2 separate regions of the Sus scrofa genome follow, and region 2 is linked to region 1. The links are chromatin contacts, called in public Hi-C maps. All regions are on one chromosome and are shown on one strand. Each heading gives the region's core, a stretch centred on a gene start, on an enhancer-like site or on the middle of the called end of the contact. The rest is flanking DNA. Distances are from core to core; before and after follow the strand shown.

Region 1 (6,611 bases), core at 2,584-5,083:
CCGAGCCACGTCTGTGACCTACACCACAGCTCACGGCAATGCTGGATCATTAACCCACTGAGCAAGGGCAGGGATCGAACCCACAACCTCATGGTTCCTAGTTGGATTCGTTAACCACTGGGCCACGACGGGAACTCCAGGGCATAATTTTAATACCTCCAGACATTTCGATTCCCTCCTCTTTTCATTTTACTTAGTTGAGCTCCACTGAATTCCTGTCATTTCCAGATGGCACAAGTTTCCCACTTGAAATTTCTTTAGACTTTCAGAAAAATGAGTTAGTTGCCGTTTTCACAGTAATGCAAGACATTGCAAGTTACTCCAAATTCCTATGGGACAAAAAGGCACAACCATTTATACAATGGTTTTTACATATGCCTACCAGTTCAGACTTTGGTCTTTTGGTTACCATCTGACATAATAGTAATAATTTATGTAAATAATTATCCAGTAGCAAATAAGAGGATTTTAATAAAACTAAAATGTCAGCAAAAGGTACAGTTTATTGATAAATCTGCTTTCTGGATTTTGTTCTGTCATTTTAAAACAATTATAAGCTTCAATTTTAAAACTGCTATTCAAACTCAGTAAAATATCTCCAGCATGAACTAAAATATGTACTTCACTTCCTAAACAAAAATATGACACCTCACAGCTCATACTCTTGTACCGCTTTAAATTTTAAGCAAAAATAAGCTCCGGTGGTTACCTGGAATGACTGAATAAGAGAACTCAAGTTACCTTTTTCCTTCTTAACAATCACTACACTATCATTGTTCGTTTTAAGTACAAAGAATGCACAATACCACAGCAGTTTGGAGACACAAACTGTACCCAAAGAGAAAGCAAACAATTCTTTTTTTTTTTTTTTTTTTTTTAGCAAACAATTCTGAAGCCTGACTCTAAAAACAAATGCACTTGGGTTGGTCCACGGTTGGAGAGCCAATTCTGTAACTAGGAGTTCTCTAAATAACTTCTGTGTACAATAAAAACATCTCGTATAGGATACCTAATAAAATTGTCCTAATGTAAAGCACATTATTATTATTATTATTATTAAACTCCATATTACGAATACAACTGTTTACATCTTAGGCCAATGAAGGATTTTTCATGAAGGAGAATTTAATCACTGACACTGGTACAATTGCCAGTGTTCAGTGGCAATAAAAGCAGACCAAATTTTAGTCAAATGTATCTTTTTTAAAACTGTTCTGCAATCGCTTATTGTCTGCACTAAATGATAGTACCCAGTGCCCCAGGCTTAGTACACAGGCCGAGACGCCCTAAATGAAGCCCTCATAGGTGTCTTTCAGAGCTGGTTAGCAGGAGATGCTATGTAATTTTTCCTTCATAGACAATGAAAACATATGACTGATTATGTTGGCCTTACTGCTTTGGTCCCAAGAAGCTCAGAGCCAATTTATGACTCGCCTTGTAGGATCTTACAGCATTTTCATTTCTCCCCTTGGTGTTCACCTAATATATACCTTGCTGGTCCCAATATTCAGCTTGTTTCATGGTTTTCAAAATGACTTCACATGCAGCCTAACTTGCAGAATCCTTCTGTTTAAACTTTCCGTGTGCATTTCGGTGGCTTTAGGGAGGGCACACAACCTCTGGTTCACGGCAGTCCCCACAAGACCCTAGGCACTGCCTGGCAGGGTCTCTCTTTCATATCCTTCTCTGCTTAGCCTCTGAAAGCCTTTGCGTTGGCAACCCATGTGTGTTTTTTCTTATTTATAGATTCTTGTAAGCCAACTCATACCCTTTGTGTAGTGGAGAGGGAACTCAGTCCAGCTTGATCTGGTGTGAGACATGCTGGGATCTGGGAAGAGGGTCAGTGTGTATCTGGCACCGGGCCAGGCTCTTCTGCATCTTCTCATTTAACCCCTCAGTAACCTGTTGAGAAAAGCATTGGCACCGTTTTATAACCGAGGAGTCGAGGCTCTGAGGAGTTGAATGCCCATCCCAAGTCACACAGCTTCTTGATAGCAGGAACAAGATGGAAACTGGGTCTGAAGCCTGCTCGGATCATGGGGTGAGGGCGGAGGTGGACTATAATTCTCTCCCAGGCAGCAGGGGGGACACCCTAGGGAAGAGGCAAATTTTATCCCTCCTGCCCCCCAGCACTTGCTGGCTCCACACACAGTTCCTGCAGAAATGCCCACAGGGAGGCCCAGCAGTGCCCGCCCAAGGACCCACTGCATGACCAGCAAGCCATGCAGCCTCTCAAGCCCTGTCCTCAGAGGGATGTGTGCTGGGTTTAATGCTCTGCTGTTGCCATCTTGAAAGTCCTAATTTTTGAACAAGAGGTCACACCACCCTCACCTAGGCTGTCAAATAACAATGGGGAGATAGCACAGCCACCCCCAGACTTCCCTGCTCACAGTGTGCAGGGAACACCTTGCACCAGCAAAGGCTTCTGGGAGGCCCCATGCACAGACCCCAGCTCCTCCTCCTGGGCTCTTAGCAGCCAGAGTGCTTTGGTGTCATTGATACCCTAAGCTGCTGAGCTTTGCTCCGGACGGTCGCCACAGCAACCAGGGGTGGGTCTTGGCTGCTGAATAAATCAGCAAATATTTATCAAGACTGTGCTAGCAACTGTGGGGGAGAACGAGCAGCTTCATTGGATGGTCCGGTTTTAAAATACTTTTAGTAATAAATGCCCTAGAAGAAGGGGTGGTGACCTATGCGAGACTCTTTCTCTCCCGTCCTGGAAGCTATGAGGGAGATGCAATGGGTAGCTTTACATGCGCAGACTTTAAAGCCAGAGACTTCGGCATTCAAATCCCAGCACCATCACCACTAGCTATGCGTCCTCTCTAAGCCTCAGTTTCTCATTTACGGCATGAGGGCACTTACCCCTGCCCACCTCATAGGGCTCTCTCTTTAAGGACAAAGTGAGCTCATGTATAACAAAGCGCTTTGTTGACTGTGCAAATGTTAGGTTGTTCTTTCAATAAACATTTATTAAGCATTTACTCTGAGCCAAAGCCTGAGTTAAGCAGTAGAGCCCGCTCCAATGTAAACGTCCTGGGCTCATTGGGATTCACCCTTTAATTTTCCCAACTGAGGTGAAAGTCACATAACATAAAAGTACCCATTCTAAAGTGACAGCTTCAGTGGCAAATAGGGTACTCACCATGTTGCGAACCAACCTCCATCAAGTTCCAAAACAGGAAAAGCCTGGACCCATTACACATGCCCCTCTTTTCAGGGTCTATTTTCTCTTGCTATTGTTTTGTTCTTCTCAGGAGTTGATTTCCAGGGCTTGATAATATCCTGAGGTCCCTCTGATCACCTCTGACTCCAAGCCAATCCCTGGATCCAACCTCAAGCATCACAAGATGAAGCCCAGTTTCCTTGGCCAGCACTGGGGAAGCCAGAGCCCCAGGCCTGCCATTTTTAATTACACCAGGGCTGGCTGAGCAGGCCATCGCTGTGTATTTCAGTAAATTACCTCTCATAAAGGCACTCTCGTGTTTGCTCCGAGCACCCTTCTTTCCTGGAATCGGCTCCCTGTCTGCCACCATTGCCTCTTCCCAGCATCCCATGCGGCTGGCAAATGTCCGTCTTGTCAAACCCGGGAGAGTCAGGGGTGGGGGGTGGGGGCGGTGTTTGGGCAAATATTGGACTTGGCCACACTTGCTGTCGGTATCAGGAACCCGATTGGCGTTATTGATTGACAGATGCAGGGACCAACTGTTTGGAAAGCTGAGCCCCCCTCGGATTGGGGTAGGTGTTTGGGCAAACAGCCCTAATACTGGGCAAACAGGCCTGTTGGAAGAAGTGCCTGGCATGTTAGCAGAGCAAACCAAACGCTAAGCAAACAGCTTAAAAGAATGTGGCCACCTCCATGTAACCTCAACCGAGGTATTGATCCCACTGGAGGCCAGAGAGGGGCTGAGCAGGGAACAGAGAGATACAAACCCCGGCAGAATGTAAATGTTATCTTTAAGCTGCGGCTGTCAGGGCCCTAATGGGCATCTGTTTGGAATTTGTCTTCTTGCAAATCTTTAAATCCAGGTCAGGGCCACGCACAGAATTTAATAACAACTTTTCAGAGAGATCAGAGCTGGGGACTGATTTCATTTTTCATAAGCCCAACTGGGACTTGCTATTCTTCTTAGAGGGAGCAGCCTCGCACAGAAACTTTCTAGATGCAAGTTCCAAACTATGAAAAGGCAGAGCTTCCGAATATGAGTCAGAAGCCTCCTGGAGAGGGGGAAATCCAGAAATAAAAGGGCTTTCTCTGACCCCTGCATGCCATGCATGAGAGCTAGTCAGATGGAAAAAATCCTGGGATCAGCGCCAAGAACCCAGGGCTTGCCACAGCTGCTGGCTCCACCCGGCTGGACCTTCCAACATCACCTCCCGAGGCCTCAGCTTCTGCATCTCCCAAGGGGAGGAAGCATTCCCTGCCAGGCATACACAAAAGTTCCATCCAGACAGGCCCACTTGGGTGGGAAGATACACTTGCCAGAAAACACTGCCTCTGTATAAGGAGTTGGGCTATTTGCTGTGAGACCCTGGGGGAGGCCCTTCCTGGGCCCGAGACCCTCTGACCTCACCAGGTGGCAGTGGGATGGACCACAGCCATGTCTATCATCTGTTGCAGTAGACAACTGGCTACTTGGATCTGGGTGTCCTCTCCTAGAAGCTGGACAGGAGGGAAGGAATGCGTGAGGCTTGCAAATTCCTTGAAAAATCTAAAAACCATGTTTGCTTATCTTTTAATATTTCTGGAAAAGAATTGAGTGGAAAATACTTGCTCCCTGGCGGCCCAATGATGTAAGAGGGCTGTGATCAGAGGCCACTGTTGGTCCACAACTTCTCCTGAGAAAAGCCAGAGAAAGAATAAAACCTTGCCCTCTACCTCCAACCCCAGACTGGCCTGGCCCTCCAGAAGCTGGGCATACTTCAGCCATGCCCCCCCAAACAAGGAGGGGGCAAACTCATGCTGAGTCTTGTCCTGTTAGAAGACTGACCCCTACCTTCAAGGGAGGCCTTGAGCACTGTGGGTAAACCCAAGGTATTACTCTGCACTGCTTTTTATAAGAGCAAAAGGAGATTTTAAACCACTTTGGCCATCTCCTACTTTTGCTGTTCAGTCTTGTAGTGATAAGATGAATCAAAGGATGCTGTGCCTCAGAGAAGGGGGACATTTCTAGTTTTAGTGGATTTTTTTTATTATTATAGTTGATTTACAGTGTTCTGTCAATAGATCTCTAACTAGGCTCTTAATGAAAAGATGTAGGCAAAGCTGTTATGAGCATGTGCGTGGGCTTCAGAGCCAAGGGCCTGGGGTAGAATCCCATCTCTGCCACTCACTAGCTGTCTGGCCTTAGGCAAGTTACCTAACTTCTCTGAACCTCACACTCCTCTGTAAAATGGCAATACTCATACACTCTGAAGGGATTGCTATGAGGATCAAATGGGCTACTCGGCCCCTCAGTGCAGCCCCTCACCTTGTAACCCTTCAAGAAATAGTATTATTTCTCATTATGTCTATGACAAGGGGCATGGCGGACCCTAGTGAGAAGACACTGTCACTGTCCATATGCAACTGTTGGAGGATGCCCTGTTCCTAGGCACATCAGTCTTGCCTAGAAAACTGTCAGCCTGGAGTCAGCACAGAGATTTTACCAGGCAAGTAGGGTAAGGCGCTAAGTTTCTAGGAGCACAGCCCAAGAGCTTTTCAGAGGGACAGCCTCCCCAAAGGGGCACCCCAAGCCCTCCTGCTTCTACACCCTCAGCCTCGCCTGGGCTCCAGGCAGCAGAGGTCTGCATGCAATGGAGACAAAGGGTCCCCGAGAGAATCGGGCTTCTCTGTTACCCTCTGATTAGAGATGGGACAGAGGAAGCCCAAAGAAAGGGAGGATCTTGCCCAAGGTCAGAGAGAAGGTCAGCTGCCCAGCGAGTTGCTTAGGACAATAAGGAAATGGGTGATTAGACTGGGTCTTTGGAAGCAGAAGTACTTCCAGGGAAAAGCTTATCAGGGAAAAGCTAAAGCTGACCTTCCAAGAGGAGTGGGTGGTGACCTAATTCATCCCCATCACCAGAATCTTCTTAATCAATTAGGGATCCTCGGTTGCAATTAGAAACAAGTAAACTGCCCCCGTGCTGACACTCCTGCTCTCAGCCTAGTGACCAATCTGCCCTCAGTGACACATCTGTCTCCACAAAGGCTGTCTCACAACCACGTGCTCTGGCGACAAGCGAGTGAACGCAGGACACACTAACACAGGGGTGACCTGTGAGGTGCGCTGAGTAGAGAACAAGGTTTCCCAAATCTGTGCAGCCTGGCTTCTGGATAAGTGCAGAAGGGTCTCCCTCCTTGAGTGGAAGAAACTCTCAGCCAAGTTCACGCATTTTACCGAAGCCCACCACCACCACTTCAACCGGCCCGCCTCCAGGGCCTCAGTTGCCCCCACTGCAATAGGGGCCCCAGAGTTCAGACAGAGGCTGCAAGGTTCCAGGCCCCAGTCAGACCCCAGCTTACCCTCCCTCCCATCTTGCCCTTCAGCTTCTTCAAGGACCATGACACGGTTAACAGTGAAAAGGGGGACACTTGTCCAGTGTAAGGATTGCTTGCTCAAGGGTCCAGG
Region 2 (6,611 bases), core at 2,215-4,714, 810 kb before region 1:
CTCGGGAGGGGGCTGGAGGTGATCAGAGCCCAGCCTGCTCGGGAGCGGGGGCTGGGTTTCAGGGATCCCAGGAAGTGAGGAGGCTCTTTTGGTGGAAAGGTCTGCTGAGCTCAGGGGGTCCCCAGCTCGCACCCTGTCTCCCCATTCTTTTCTGCCTTCTGCCTGCCAGTATTGTGGTGGCTTTGAACTTGAATGCCCTAGAAATACATTCATTAGGTAGATAGCACTTTTCATTAAGGAAGCTCTGGGCTCTGCCTGTGAAATAGCCACGAAGTCCGACAACACAGAATCAGAGGCTCTGGCTGGTCCTCAAGGGTTTCAAAGGCTGCAGAGTCTGGCTCCTATTCACTGACTGAATCCCCTTGGCAACTGCCTCTCCCAGTGGTGCTGGCCTCTCTAACCACTGGTGGGGCAGAACTCAATGCCTTTAGAGGCAGTCAGTGATGTCGTGTCCGGAGAGCTCAGACTGTTCATTGGTTCCAGGGACGTGGGGACAGGGCCAGTGGCTGCACCTGTCCAGGGATGTTTGAGTTGCACTATTACTCTCCATCAGGTGTGGGCCAGCAGGCAGTGCTAGGGAGAGGGGTGGGGACACGCTAAATGGAAAAAGGCAGAGTTCTGCCTCCAGGAACCTTGGTCTGAGAAGTTCAGTAGAAACTCACTTTGAGTCCAGCTCTCTGAGCAGGAGCATCAGGGGTGCAGTGGGGAGTAGGGGGTCATGAGCCCTGTACTGGGGAAGGGCGCTCGCACTACCTCCCATCCCGTCAGCTAACCTCAGTCCTTGGAACTGCCCTGGGAGCTGCGTCTGATCACCTGTACTTCATGGCTGGATAAACAGGTGTATCTTCCCCCAGGCTCCAGAGGCCTGGCCCACTCTGAGGCTGGGCGTGGGCTGCCTGAGAAAGGATGCTCCACCCAAAGGGGCTTCTGTCCCTTTGATGTTGGGCTGGACTGTGATGCTTTGGTACCACTCTTCATGGGTGGGGGCTACTTGTGCATCTGTGCTTCTGTCCGTATTGGGCAACAGGACTTCCTGTTTATCTGTTGTCAGGGGCTCTTTCACCACCGCTGGAGGCTGAGCTCTCTTTCCGACTCCTTTCTGCATAATCATTGGCTGGTCTTCAGGGATAGGGAGGCTCCTGTCATCCAGAGCCGATACCCCACCTGGCTTCCCTTCAGGCTGCGGGGGTGCTGAGAAGCCCTGAGCCCCTCCTATGGGACCTCGTCCATGATCTCGTGAGAGGACAGTCCCCTTCCTAAGGACAGTCACACACTCTGGCAGCTACCTTTGCAGTGACCTTGCCCTGGGGCTCAAGGACACCCAAGTTTCTCTTTCTGTCTCAACCCTTGTGGACTCAGAATCTTCAAATGGGGGTTAATGGCATCAGATAGACTTGGAGGTGAACCCCAGCATTTGTCATTCTCTAGCTGTGTGAACTTGGGCAGATCACTGCTCCTCTCTGAGCCTTAATTTCCTGAACAGTAAAATAAGGATAATGCTTTTATTTAAAAAAAAAACTATTTTACTTTCCATGTATTAGGCATTATTCTAAATCCTTTGTATACATTATCTCAGTGAATCACACTAACAACCATGTTAAATGATTCATATTTGTTAACCCCTATGTTTAAGGTGAGTAAACTGAGATCACACAGGCAGTTAGTGGCAGAGCTGGGATCCAGGGGAAGCTAGCTCCACAGTCTTTAATGCTTATTCTATGCTCTGTCTCAGGGATGCATGTGTATGGTCTAATAAATCATGTCTGTTTCACTGGGGAAGGAATAAACGTGACAATGTTTGTACATGCCTGGTGCTGAGCCTGGCATCTAATAGATGCCTGTTAAATCTCATCTTCCTGGTCCTCTCCTGGCTCTGCTCATCCCTTTTCTTCTAGTCCCCCTTGTGAGCACATGTTGTGGCTACGGCAGAGGAGCCAGCAGGCTATGTTTGAGGAAGGCCGGCGGGATAAGCCTGGGCTGGTGTCTCTCACTTCCTGCTCTCTCTCTGCTTCTGGGACAGCTGGCAGTTCAGCACACAGGCAGGTGTGGGTCCAGGGTCCCTGGAGCTGACATACCTCCCTGTTTCCCAAGGCAGGCGAGTAGGAGGGTGTTGTAACCGTCCATTGGAGGCTGTCAGTAGGCCTGGGGTCACAGGGCTCCTCTCACCTGCTCTGGGGAGGTTGTCTGCCTGTGTTTACACACATTTCCTCATGGACACACCAGGGGGTTAGAGATGACGTGGCATGGCCTCTGGCTGAGGGGGAGCTGACAAGAAACAGACCTACCCACTGGGATCCAGTGGGGGACTTCCATTATGTCTCACAACTATTTAGATAACCAAGGCTCTAGGTAGAGTTCACACTTTCCTCTTTCTCTTGGCTTCTCAAGCCCTCAACCAGCTCAACCCCAAGGGGCAGCCATTTATGGTTCCCCACAGACACTCAACCCTGCTGGAACTCTGGGGAAGCGTCAAGAACCAGTTTGACCGCAAAACACAGAAGCAGGTCTGTGAGGCCCTATCTGGGCAGAGTGGTCATGGTAGCTGTCAGATGAGGATCCAAATTAGTCATGGGAGGAACAGGAGCCAGGCTGGGGGGTGGAAGCAAGCCCTGATGGGCTTAGCTCCAGGGCCTGGGATCTAGCCGGGGCAGGAGCAGAAGCTGTGTTGCAATTTCACTGCAAATCAACTGGGCCATCTCTCGTGGGTGGCACTGTGCAGAGCTGCCAACCCTCAGGTTTGGTTCCTAGATATGGAGATGGTATCATACCTCCCAACTGCCTCTGGCGTCGTGCTGAGAGATGAGGCTGGAAGGAAGTTGTAAGATAGACATTCTTGGCCCGGCTGGTGGCTCTGGAGGTGTGGGATGGAGGGGGTCCGGGGGGAGTCAATGTTTGGGCAGGTTGGGAACCATTTTTGGAGGAGCCTTGGGCCAGAGGTCCTGCTCCAGGTCAGAAGGGGCCCCTGGATCTGTTTGCAAGAGCGGAGAGGAATATTTCCCACCACACCCTAATTCCAACCATCTCTGGCCATGACACACAGTAGCTAGCTCCTTTGCCTGAGGCTATCCCCTCATGTCTGGGATACACAGTGCCTGGAAAGGCAGTGAGGTGTGGTAGGAAGAACATCGGCTTTGGAATCCAACCAACTTGAAACAGAATCTCAGCTCTGCCCGGAACACTGGCTGACCTTGGGTAAATTACTTCACCTCTCTGGACCCCGTTTTCCTCATCTCTTAAAAAAAAAAAAAAAAAGTAACAACTTCTAGGCAGGGTGGTTTTGAGAAGTTATAATCATAATGTAGGAAGAGGGATGGTATACAATGGGAACGCCATAAAGGTTACGCACCTTTCTTCCTCCTCTTACAAAACACACAGTCCTTCAGCCACTTCCAGGTTTATCCTCGTAGTCTTGGCAATTGGCTGAAAGGCCTCGCTGGCTGGCTGCCCTGCCTAGATCAGGGATTGACAACCGTTTTCTGTTAAGGGCCAGAGAGTAAATATTTTAGCTCTTGCAGGCCATAGGGTATGGACTCTACTCTTCTCTGCTGTTGTGCAAAACCAGCCATAGATGATATGGAAATGAATGGGTGTGCTTGTGTTCCAATAAAACTTTATTTACAAAAACAGGCAGTGGGCCAGACTTGGCCTCCAGGCTGTAGTTTACCAACCCCTGGCCTATGATCTCAAGTTTAAACATACCTGCTCATCTCTCAAGGGTCTTCTTCAGGCTGGTTTCACTTTGTCCATCCAATCAGTTTTGTAATTGTTCCCTTAAATATTTCCCAATCCATCAAACAGGACTCCTGTTGGTCTTTTGCTCATGAGATGTTTAGTCTTGTTTCCACACCTTTGCTTGTGTACTTTCCCCTGCTTAGAGCCTCATCCCATTTCCTCTCTGCCCTTTTCACATTCGCCTCCAGTTAATCTCCTAGGTTGTTCTGTAAAATAAAGGGCTCAGATCAAGGTCTCTTGATGCAACACTGTATGAACATCCCTCAAGGCCAGGCTCAGGTCCCTGTCCACAGGATTGTCCACATGGATTAGTCCCTTTGCAAGACTCCCATGTCCGTGCCATTGATGCCACCATAGCCCTCCTGTGGACCCCTGGTTTGAGTTGGTGCACCGATTTCAATGATGAACCTTTGAGGCTCAATTCTTAGCTTTTCTGCATCCAATTCACGACAACTTGTGCATTCACACAGCTTGGTATCTTTGGGACTTCCTATATATATGGATCCAGAAGAGTGTCAAGCATTTTTTCTGCAAATACTGCCTCTCTCTCATTCTCTTTATTCTTTCCTTCTAGAGCTCCAGTTAGTTATAGTTTAAACTCTGAACTATATTTTCCTGTCTTTTATCCTATCACCTCTTCCCACCCCCCCTTTATTATTTTGCTCTTCTAATGCAGTTGGGGTAATTTTTTTAAATCTGTCTTCTAATTCATTAATTTTTTTTTTGTCTTTTTAGGGCTGTACCTGCAGCATATGGAGGTTCCCAGGCTAGGGGGCAAATCAGAGCTGTAGCTGTTTGTGTATGCTAAATCAAAGCTGCGTCTGCGACCTACACCATAGCTCATGGCAACACTGGATCCTTAACCCACTAAGCGAGGCCTGGGATTGAACCTGCATCCTCATGGATGCTAGTCAGATTCATTTCTGCTGAGCTACAACAGGAGCTCCCTAATTCATTAATTCTTTATCTGTGTCTGATACATCCATTGAATTTTTAAGTTCAAAGTTATATTTTTTTTATTCCCAGAAGTTCTATTTGAGCCTTTATAAACATCTTTTGAGTCTTTAAGTAGTTCATATACAGTTCTTTTATGGCCTATCTTATTATTCTAATATTTTAAGTCTTTGAAGATCCAAATCAGACATGCTACTAAACGTTTAACACACAGAGCAACCCCCATGGCAAAGAGTTATCTGGTACAAAATGTCAGTAGCTCTGAGGTTGAGAAACCCTGGTTGAAATCTGTTGCTTGTCTCTGCTGACTCTTGCTCATGGTGATTCATTGCTTTGAATGTGGGGTGTTTTGTTTTTTGGTAGTTTGTCTTTGGAGAATCAGAATGAGAACCCTTTACTCCTGGAGGATTTGTATTTGCTTTTTTCATCCACCAGGGGGCAGCACCAACCTGAGACCAGTTCACTTTTCCCTCTTGGGGGTTCCACATCCCATGGGTAGCAGAGATTCAAGCCCCAGACTCCCATGAGAACAGGCAGTACTGAAATTCTATGTGTTATACCCAGATGAGCTGGAGATGACATTCATGTGCAGACTTTGGATTTCCCCACATCCATTAAAGAATGAAGATCTCAGCCTAGACATGAGTGTGGTTTCAGCAATGCTTTCGTTCAGCCCACCCCGCATCATGCGTATGTGTTATGTGACTATGTATTTTGTCCTATATCATCTCCTAAAAGTAAGTAGAAAATAAACAGTTGCAAAAGCTAGTGTAGGAACAGTAGGTCTCCTAATCTCAATACACTTGGGCCAAACTGGGTAATTTTTTGGCCTGACTAAAGCCAGCTTCAGGGGCACTAACACTCCCTTAATGCGATGGCATCCATGTGTGCTGATACATGAGAGGGCAAATGATGTTATAATACAGGCATGTCATGCTGACGTTATGTTATCAGAAGTCACTTTTATTATTTATTTAGTCTTTTTAGGGCCACACCCATGGCACATGGAGGTTCCCAGGCTAGGGGTCAAATCAGAGCTATAGTTGCCGGCCTACACCACAGCCACAGCAACTTTGGATCTGAGCCATGTCTGTGACCTACACCACAGCTCAGGGCAATGCTGGATCCTTAACCCACTGAGTGAGGCCAGGGATCAAACCCCCGTCCCCATGGATACCAGTTGGGTTTGTTAACTGCTGAGCCGTGACAGGACCTCCATGTTATCAGAAGTCACTTTTAAAAGTTAAGACTTAGTTAGAGATCACCTTCTGGTATAGCCCCTTACCCCCAATTCCAAAGTCCACACAGATCTCAAATGCCAAAAGTTGATTTTGTCAGGTTGGCATGAGCTCATTTCACAGCAGAACCTGACTTGGGCTAACCTATGGCTACCTAGTCTTCATCTTCAGCATGAACATTCATGCATTTTGCTGCAGAAATATGTGTTTGACCATAAGGTGCTGCTCCAAACTCTGCTGGCACAACTATACAACAGGCAGACTGTCACTAATGAAAATTATAACATTTCTGATCTTCAAAACACACCTGGCTGCCAGGGTCCTTGGTAAGGGCTTGGTAACCCATGTGATTATATTTCCAGGAAAGGATTCCCCCACCCTTACCCTCACACCCACCACACATGTAAGCATACATTTGAACACTCATACTCTTCAGTTGTCAGATGTTTTCCAGTGCATGTCAGGTGACAGTAGGGACTGCAATTACATGATTGGCATCTCGTGGTCATCAGGAAGGTGAATGTACATGGATCTGAATGGGACATGTTTCTGTGGGATCCTTTCATTCCTCACATGATGTTGGATATCTATAGAGTTCTAAGTGCATGTTTCCAGTGATTCCTTCATTCATCCTTATTTAGCATCCAAGAGTTTGTCAAAGATCTTTTATATTTGCTTCTGCAATGA

The links. Hi-C and Micro-C count contacts between places; a contact is called where the count stands out from the background.
Region 2: a Hi-C map of liver shows a contact between it and region 1, with 10 times the contacts expected there. The contact joins two enhancer-like sites. A contact is called at or near these places in 1 of 5 promoter capture datasets (liver) and 16 of 47 Hi-C or Micro-C datasets (alveolar macrophages, brain, embryonic fibroblasts and 7 more).

What each region holds. Positions count from the first base shown.
Region 1 is chr1:167,392,238-167,398,848 of Sscrofa11.1, reverse strand. No RefSeq gene overlaps it. Among named protein-coding and RNA genes, the nearest start is that of RPLP1, 99 kb to the right of the region's middle. Within about 2 kb of position 3,833, at least 23 of the 83 cell types and tissues checked have an H3K27ac peak or open chromatin away from gene starts, as enhancers often do. A contact at or near this core is called in liver, where this site is marked.
Region 2 is chr1:168,197,109-168,203,719 of Sscrofa11.1, reverse strand. The region is part of intron 1 of LOC110262000 (a long non-coding RNA gene); the gene reads left to right. Among named protein-coding and RNA genes, the nearest start is that of UACA, 250 kb to the left of the region's middle. Within about 2 kb of position 3,464, at least 9 of the 83 cell types and tissues checked have an H3K27ac peak or open chromatin away from gene starts, as enhancers often do. A contact at or near this core is called in liver, where this site is marked.